Linked DNA regions of Mus musculus: region 2 is linked to region 1. Evidence: chromatin contacts called from public Hi-C data. All regions are on one chromosome and are shown on one strand. Each heading gives the region's core, a stretch centred on a gene start, on an enhancer-like site or on the middle of the called end of the contact. The rest is flanking DNA. Distances are from core to core; before and after follow the strand shown. Region 1 has its middle 4.0 kb from the start of Gm30145. Region 2 has its middle 15 kb from the start of Krr1.

Region 1 (4,143 bases), core at 1,168-3,667:
GACAGGACCTCACTGAGTAGTTCGTGGTAGCCTGGAACTTATTATGTAGACCAGGCTGGCCTCAAACTCAGATCTGCCTGCCTTGTCTTCCTGAGGGTGGGATTAAAGGTACGTTCAACCACTCCCAGATCCTTAAATTATTTTCCTTTATAAATATTCACCCTTTTCCGTGAGACCTGAAGCATAGGTTATGACAAACTGGAAGAGATGCAGGTGAGCTTTCCAAGAATGGGAAGGTCTATTAGATACATATCAGCAGGGGACTGATAGGTTTTGTGTGTGAACTTGACACAAACTAGAGTCATCAGAGAGGAAGGAGCCTCGATTGAGGAAATGCCTCCATGAGATCCAGTTAAAAGGCATTTTCTCAATTAGTGACCAATGAGGCAGAGTCCAGTCTATTGTGGGCTGTACCATCCCTCGGATGGTAGTCCTGGGTTCTAGAAGAAAGCAGGCCTGAGCAAGTCATGGGAAGCAATCCAGTAAGCAGCATCCCTCATGGCCTCTGCATCAGCTCTCTGGCCTCCAGGTTCCTGCCCTGCCCATGTTCTAGTCCTGACTTCTTCCAATGACAGACTATGATCTGCATGTGTAAGCTGAAAAAGCCCTTTCCTCTTCAACTTGTTTGGTTTTTGGTCATGGTATTTTGGCCCGGTAATAAAAACCCTAACTAAGATAAGCATATCAAAGCAAAGCAAAAACAACCTTAGTGCTCTGCGGATGGTAAACTCCTGGACCAATCATAGCTGTTTCAAAAGCTGAAGCAGGAAATCATGAACTAGAGGCCAGCCTGGTCTATCAAGCAGGTTTCAGGCCAGCTTGAGATGTCAATCAGTCAATGAATCAATCATTCAATCAATCCTTAGACACAGAAGTGCTACAGTCTCCTGTTCTTTCTTCCTTTTTGGGTGTGTTGGGGCGACGGGGTATAGGGAAATAGGGAAAGCTTTTTTTTTTATTTTTTAAATTCCTGAACCTGGATGTTTCATTTGGAACAGTAGGTGATAATGATGGTGATGATACACACACACACACACACACACACACACACACACACACACACACAGAGTGATTCACTGACCCCTAAACTCCAACTGGTCATGTTGCATATTTTTGGTTAAATATTTATGATCTGTGTGTGTGTAAGAGACAGAGAGACAATGTGTGTATGTGTACGAAGCATGTGTGTTTATGATGTATGTGCATGGTTGTGCACATATCTATGACACTGTTTGTGTACATGTCAGAGGACATTTCACTTGATGAAAGAGATTTTTCTCTTGTTTCTACTGGGACTACAGGAATTCAACCAACATGCCCAGTTTATGGGCTCTGGGGATGAACCAGGGCTTCATATATGCTGCTAGGCAAACACTCTACCAATTCTACATATCCAGCCAAGAAAAATGCTTTAAAGATAAGTGTACACACACACACACACACACACACACACCAGCAAGAATGACACCAGGAACAAGTCTTGTCAAGACATATAGCATGGCTCTCTCTTGATAATCTCAGAGCCTGTATCCACCCACTGTCTTTTCCTTAATAAGCCACAGCTTTTCTTGACAAGGACTCTCCCTGCAGCTTAAGCCAAGATCCTGGCTGTATCAGAATAGAAGTCTTTGGACCCCCCCAGGCAGCTGACAGCGAGGGGCAGTGCCTTCCTCTGGCAGTGAATTTCCCCTGGAAGGGGCTGCTTACCCCATCAGTTGCAGCAAAGCCTGGCCTTTCCCTATTTGCTGCTTTTAATGCCACCCTCCCTACATTGTGACAATTAAATGTCTCCACCTATTATCTCTGTGCTCCAGTGGGAGGGTGAAGGTTGGCAAAAGTACTCCCTGTCTGAACACACCCCTACTCAATGGAAGACACCCCAGTCACCCCTTCCCCCTCCCCTCCTCCTCTCTGTTATGCAGCCCAGGCTGGCTTCCCTCACTTCAGCCTCCCAGAGAGCCTCGGACTACACATGTGTGCCACCACGCCTGGAAGAAGAACTATTTCTAAATCTGGGACAAGAGTCCCCTGGCAGGAGGAGGAGGAGGAAAGCCACCTTCCAGACAAATGCCCTAAAATCTTTTCACCAGAGGTAGTCGGTGCCTAAGGATTCCCGTCCAGTCTGCGGTCGTGAATCTCCGCTTCAGAGAAGCCCTTGGTTTTTGATGTTTTGCTCTTTCTCTTTTAGGTGTTTCTCACTTCTTTACTGGAAGTACTTGAAAAGCTCCTACTGTACTGATGTAGAGAGAAGAGGATTGCTGTATTTTTGGTACTCAGCAGGGCCATGGCCTGAGACAGAGGCAGATGGGAACCTAGGGAAGATGACGGAATAGGTCCCCGACCGCTCCACGCTCAGTGCTGGCCTGCTTCACAGCGGCAGCTGGCATCCAGCTAGAGAGCGCGTGCGCAGTAATCTGTCTGAACTTTCAGATCTGGGTTCTTTAAAACAAAGAGTGTATTTAGAGTGCCCACGTAGTACATGCGTGTGTGTGCGTGTGTGTGTGTGTCCACATGTCACAGTGTGCAGGCGGTGTCAGAGGACAACTTGTGGGATCAGTTCTCGCCCTCTCCCATGGGTGCTCGGTATTTAATTGACAGCAAGCGCCTCTGTAGGCTGAACCATCCTGCCAGCCCATTTCTGAGGATTCTTTTTTTCTTTTTTCTTTCTAAATAAAGCAAAGCGAACAGAGGAGCTTAGGAGAAATCATGGGATGTTTAAAAAACTTAGTTATATTTGCTTCTGCACCTTTCAGGCAGGCGGTCTGGAATTCTTCTCCATAGGAAATCCATCCCTTTCTTGTTTCCTCTTGAGGACCCTATGAGGAAATAGCTTAGCAATTGAATATGAGCTTAAAAAACTTACAAAGCACGGAACCTTCTCTCTCTTCCTCAATGAAGCACTTGTACCTCATGAACTCCCACAGCAGCCAAATTGAGGGGAGAGAAGGAAGATGTTCTTTTATAATCAGTGCTTAAAATATTTGGGTTAGGGCTGGAGAGATGGCTCAGCAGTTAAGAGCACTGATTGTTCTTCCGAAGGTCCTGAGTTCAAATCCCAGCAACCACATGGTGGCTCACAACCATCTGTAATGAGATCTGATGCCCTCTTCTTACATATAATAATATATATAATAATAAGAGCGAGTAGGGCCTGATTGAGCAGAGGTCCTGAGTTCAATTCCCAGCAACCACATGAAGGCTCACAACAACCATCTGTCCAGCTACAGTGTACTCATATGCATAAAATAAATAAATAAATCTTTACAAAAATATTTGGGTTAATGTACTTTGTGTGTGCTAACCGTTCTCATTGAAAAGCTGACTTCCTAGGACGGCTGGGTTTCTCCTCCCCTCTCTTCCCAGGATTGGGGTGTCTATGGAAGGGATAGATTGTTCCTTAGTGGCACTGGAAGGCTGGTGTGCTGTCTATGTGTCCGTGTTCCTTGTGACAGCTGTCTAGCCCATCCGTTTGGTGTGGCAGGTTGGTACCCCCTGGGATGCGAGAGGATGGTGATTCTGCTCATTCGTGCATCCTGCTGGCAGTGACTGTAAAGTCTATAGTTGTGTTCTTTTGGCTTGGTGAAGATGTCCTTTCTGACCCCACGGCAGCTATACTCTACAGAATATAATTCTTTAATAATAGGGCTGAAACATTGAAATCATTCCTTGATCTGTGGGTTGCAGGGTGGATATTATTATATTTTCAGGTACAGATACAGTCTCTCCATGCAGTTCCATTCTGACCAGGAAAATTATCAACGAGCAGTATATATTTTAAAAAGAATCTCCTATCGCCCCGATTTTCAAATATCTCTATCTCTATATATGCCTGAAATACCCAGTAATCCATGCTGCTGTGTCCGACAGGCTGTCTCCACACCTGGCCACTCTTTCCAGAAAGCACAGGCAGGGTAAGTGTAACAACATTCTTCAGGGTCCCAGAACTGTCATCAGAGCACCTAGTGAGTAGCCTTGGCTTCATCTTTCGGTGACCAGCGGTGTCAGCCCTGAGCAGGAGGCAGCCCTGGCGTTTTGAAGGCCAGGCTTTGCCTTCTCCTATCCAACCACCACAATGTGATAGAAGGCTGTTTTCCGGATACGGAAGACCATTCCTGCTGACCGGATCTTCTGGAGAGCAGGCTG
Region 2 (4,411 bases), core at 1,229-3,728, 580 kb before region 1:
TCTCTCATCACAAAAGCTACTTGATTTCAGGTAAATCAGGGGACATGAAAGGTCACAGTGGCTAGAAGGCAATTTGAATGTGTTTTCCTTTCAATGGTGACTTCTTCTTCTTCTTCTTCTTCCTCTTCTTCTTCTTTCCTTAAGATAAATTTCTTGTTTGGTCAGCATTCACTGGTGATAACAGAACATCTATTACAACTTGTGGGGAAACATGGTTCATTAAGGTCTACCATGGCTGGATAGCTCCTCTGAGCTAGATGCAAACTGGAGGACTCCCTTTACCAGCAAGGCCTCCCCTTGTCTGGGGAGCCAGTCCCACCATACCCTGTGCCTGTGGAAGGTCAAGTAGTCCTTGGCAGACCTACAAGTTCAACTTCCTCCTTCTCCATAAGAACCCGCCTAGCAAGTACTTGGGACTCCTGGAATGCCTCTCCACACAATGAGGACTTTCCAGTACTTTAAACTTCAGCCAATGGAACTTCACCTCAAGAATCCCTTCACATTCTCCATGTTCCTATATATAGCCCTTGTTCACCCCAATGAAGTGTATATGTATAAGCCCGCCCCAAATAAAGGTATGCACACAAGCTAGGATTGTCTAAGAGAGCTGTTTTATTGAAGATTGTTAGAGAAGGTCTTTGTCTAAAAGAGCTGTAACACCAAGATCCTTGGAAAAGCCCTCCCCCACCTCTTTCTGCAGATCCCCACTGGTTCCGGACTCTTCTTCACCCTTCCAGCCCAGTGTGCAGCAATGTCTGGACATCCCAAGACGGAGGAAGTGGAGGACGTGAAACCACAGCTGGACCCCCACATGCATACCAAAACAACTCGCCAGGACTCGCCATTTTTTATACAAGTGCATTAGTATAGTGAATGTACTAGTATAGTGGTTGAAGTTCCTTAGAGACAAAGAGAGAGACTGACGAAGAAAAGGAACCAAAACTCTTGAGTTATTTTACAACCTATAGATGTGATATCCAGTATTACATAAACACATATATGATTATATAGATATACTTGCCAATCTTGCAACGTCTTTTATAGAAAACACTGAAAAATCCCATGCTAACAAGGAGGTAAGTGGTGAGCTCTGCCCTGAAACCTGGCAGAAAATTTGAAAAACAAGATGGAATAAAAGATAATTTTGTAAAATGAAAACAAAAGCAAAAATTGGTAGATTGTGTCATTACTTATGCTTATAACTGTTGGGAGTCAGACCTGGGACAAACAGCTGAGGTGCGTAGTTTACAAACCAACATGAACCTGGCCTCCAGGATCTCCCAGCATCCCTCAGTTCTTACCTGGCACACCCAGCCCTCTACCCTGAACTTTCCAGCCCAGGGGCTGGGCTTCCCCTCCCCAGAAGCTCTTCCCTACATAATCTAGACATTATGGTCTCCATCTTCTTCTCCCTCTGTGCATGCTTTCTCTCTTTCTCTCCCCCCTCCCCTCTGTCGCTCTCCCAATGGCCTAGTTCCTTGGGACTAATGAAGCCTCTTGAGAATGGCTTCCCAATGAACCTGCCTTTATATACTCTAATCTGGCTTGAGTTGGCTCATTTTACTGATGGAGAAGTAACTTATCAATAACATGTTTATGGGCTAAGAAGTGACAAATTACTGATGCTTGATTCAACAGATACCCAATAAACTTTACTTGGCTTGCCTAGTGGTTTGAAATGAATGATACAGAGACAGTGTATCAGTTATCACAATCACCATAAGCCGGTGGTTCCCAACCTTCCTGATGCTGTGACCCTTTAATACAGTTCCGCATGCTGTGGTGACCCCAACCATAACATTACTTATATTGGTACTTTATAACTACAATTTTCCTACTGTTATGAATCATAATGTGAATACCTGTGTCTTCTGATGGGCTTGGAGTCGTGACCCACAGGTTGAGAACCTCCGCCTTGAGGTCAAGCTCCACCTATTTAGACCCCAATTTAAAGGGAAACGAAATCACTATGTTCAGTTCACTTGTCTGTCTCTGTGAGAGGAAGGAGTCTGAGTTTCTCTTTATCACCACCAGGGGGAGCCCTCATGCTCTGTAAATATACCCGAACATAACTGATGTTTCAAAATCACCACTGCTAACTGTGGTGTCTCATCCTGCAGTGAGCACAGGGTTTACAATTAGACCTAGAAACAGCAACAGGTGAGTCCTCTCTCTGTAGCACATCTTACCTTGGGTAACCAGCTACTGCCTGACATCGGTCCACCTCTTACCAGGCATTCTGTATAGTGGGGAGGGGCGGGGGGGTGGGGAGGGGGGGTTGCACAGGAAATTCTCCATCCCTCCAGATCTTAAGCAACATCTCTATTCGGAATGAAACTACAAAATTAACTCTGAAGCCATGGGAATGGCACTCAAAAAGTAAGGTATTGAAAGCATAAGGCAGACAGCAGAGTCCAAAGATAGTTAGGACAAAAATAATCCCCACCACACACTCCCTCGGTGGACTCCAATTGGCTAAGGTCTGAGGATGAAGAATATTCAGACAAGCTGCACATTCCACAGCAGCCAGGCAGCTCATGACGGTCCCTCAGGGGTGATCGCAACAGGCACAGTCTTACCTTTTCTAGCTCTCCAACGAGAACATCTGTGTGATTTAGTTTCCACCCCAGGCTCCCATCTATTTATCACTCCAGGGTACCCAACGTCTCCTCTGAAATGCAATATTTTCCTAGAAATCTCTCTCCTTCTCTGCTCATAGATTCACACACAAGATGGGCTTGAATGCTCCTCAATTGTGGAGAAAGGGGGCAATGAGAAAGTCAGAAACCGAGCAAACGGGAACCTCTAGTCTAGCTCAGTGTTGATTCTTTGTTCAGCCTCTACTGTGACCTCAGTGACAGACAGCCTTGGACATTCTGGTGACTTGAGGAAACAAAAAATACGATCTCTTCCTCGTGTTGGTTAGCATTTAAATATTTTTTAATAAAGGTTTGTTTTAGGGTTTTAGTGCTGTGAACAGATACCATCACCAAGGCAACTCTTATAGGGACAACATTTAATTGGAACTGCCTTACAGGTTCAGAGGTTCAGTCCATTATCATCAAGGTGGGAACATGGCAGCATCCAGGCAGGCATGGTGCAGGCAGAGCTGAGAGTTCTACATCTTCATCTGAAGGCAGCTAGGAGAAGACTGGCGTCCAGGAAGCTAGGGTGTGGGTCTTAAAGCCCACACCGACAATGACACACCTACTCCAACAAGGCCACACCTTCTAATAGTGCCACTCCCTGGGCCAAACATATACAAACCATCACAGTTTTTTGTTTGATTTTGTGAAATTACTATGACTTTATTTGTTGACAATTTCACATGTCTGTATAATATATTCTTGCCACTCTTGTCCCCCCACCCTCTCTTATCTGCCTCTGTCTGCCATCAACCTTCGACAAAGTCCCCATCCTACTTTCATGTCTTTCTGTTCTGGTTTTGTTTCACTTCAGGGCCCACTGGGCTTTACTGTGGCCTGATTAGTATATTTTGAATGATAAGTTCTGTCATTGATTCATTCTGTGAAAATATATCTAACAACAACTTCATCACCCAAACAGCATTAGGCTTTAATATGATTGACATCATTCCTATCTACATGTGGACATGTGGGGAAGAAGAGGCCGAGTCTAAACTAACCTAAACTAAATGGCTGGTGTTAACTAGGCAGATACTAAACTAACCTGAACTAAATGCATAGCGTTAGCTCTTCAGTTCTGTGTTCCACATGGTGGTCACACAGTACAACAGAAACACACTTCGGTGTTCTTCTAATTATTTCAAATGGTAGGAAATAAACCAGGGCATCAAATGACTTACATTGTGACATGGTGGGGTGAATGGCTTGATTTCCTAGGCTTCAGTTTTCTCACACACAGCTAGCAGGGCTTGGATAGAATTGGCAGGTTCTTTCCAGTACCAAGGTAACAGGATCCCTGTCAAATGCCACATGGTGCGTTTACATCATTGTAACCACATGTCTGACAAGGACAAGTTACAGATGGGAATAATGTATTTTGGCTGAGGGTTTCAGAGGTCTCCATAATTTAGGAATAACAGAGCAGAGCTGCTGACCTTGGGGCAGGAAGAAAGCAGAGCAAAGAAACCCCAAGAAAAGGTCAGAGTTAGACATTGCACCCCCAAAGGCACACCCTAACAACTCTAGCTAGGACCCACCACCTGTCGATGTTCCCACAATTTCAGGATATGCTTTCCACAAATTTAGAAGATGACCTAGTTCCTCGCTATAGAAACATGTTTAACTTTATTGTGAAAGAATGCAAGCAAGATATTCTCTCTAGACAGTAAAAAACAAACAAAACAAGCCAAGCAAACAAACAAACAAAAACCGTTACCCTTGAATCCCAGCAGTCAGGAGGCAGAGGCAGGTGAATCTCTGTATGT

What was found. Hi-C and Micro-C count contacts between places; a contact is called where the count stands out from the background.
Region 2: a contact with region 1 is called in a Hi-C map of cortical neurons, with 2.0 times the contacts expected there. The contact joins two enhancer-like sites. A contact is called at or near these places in 4 of 39 promoter capture datasets (the 3T3-L1 cell line, the C10 cell line, cranial neural crest and 1 more), 1 of 15 datasets of contacts at CTCF or cohesin (large pre-B cells), 3 of 484 Hi-C or Micro-C datasets (cerebral cortex, cortical neurons and palatal mesenchyme) and 4 of 115 datasets of contacts at active chromatin or transcription factors (embryonic basal ganglia, embryonic stem cells, pancreatic cancer cells and 1 more).

The regions. Positions count from the first base shown.
Region 1 is chr10:111,380,170-111,384,312 of GRCm38.p6, reverse strand. No RefSeq gene overlaps it. Among named protein-coding and RNA genes, the nearest start is that of Gm30145, 4.0 kb to the right of the region's middle. Within about 2 kb of position 2,417, at least 49 of the 459 cell types and tissues checked have an H3K27ac peak or open chromatin away from gene starts, as enhancers often do. A contact at or near this core is called in cortical neurons, where this site is marked.
Region 2 is chr10:111,955,553-111,959,963 of GRCm38.p6, reverse strand. No RefSeq gene overlaps it. Among named protein-coding and RNA genes, the nearest start is that of Krr1, 15 kb to the left of the region's middle. Within about 2 kb of position 2,478, at least 7 of the 459 cell types and tissues checked have an H3K27ac peak or open chromatin away from gene starts, as enhancers often do. A contact at or near this core is called in cortical neurons, where this site is marked.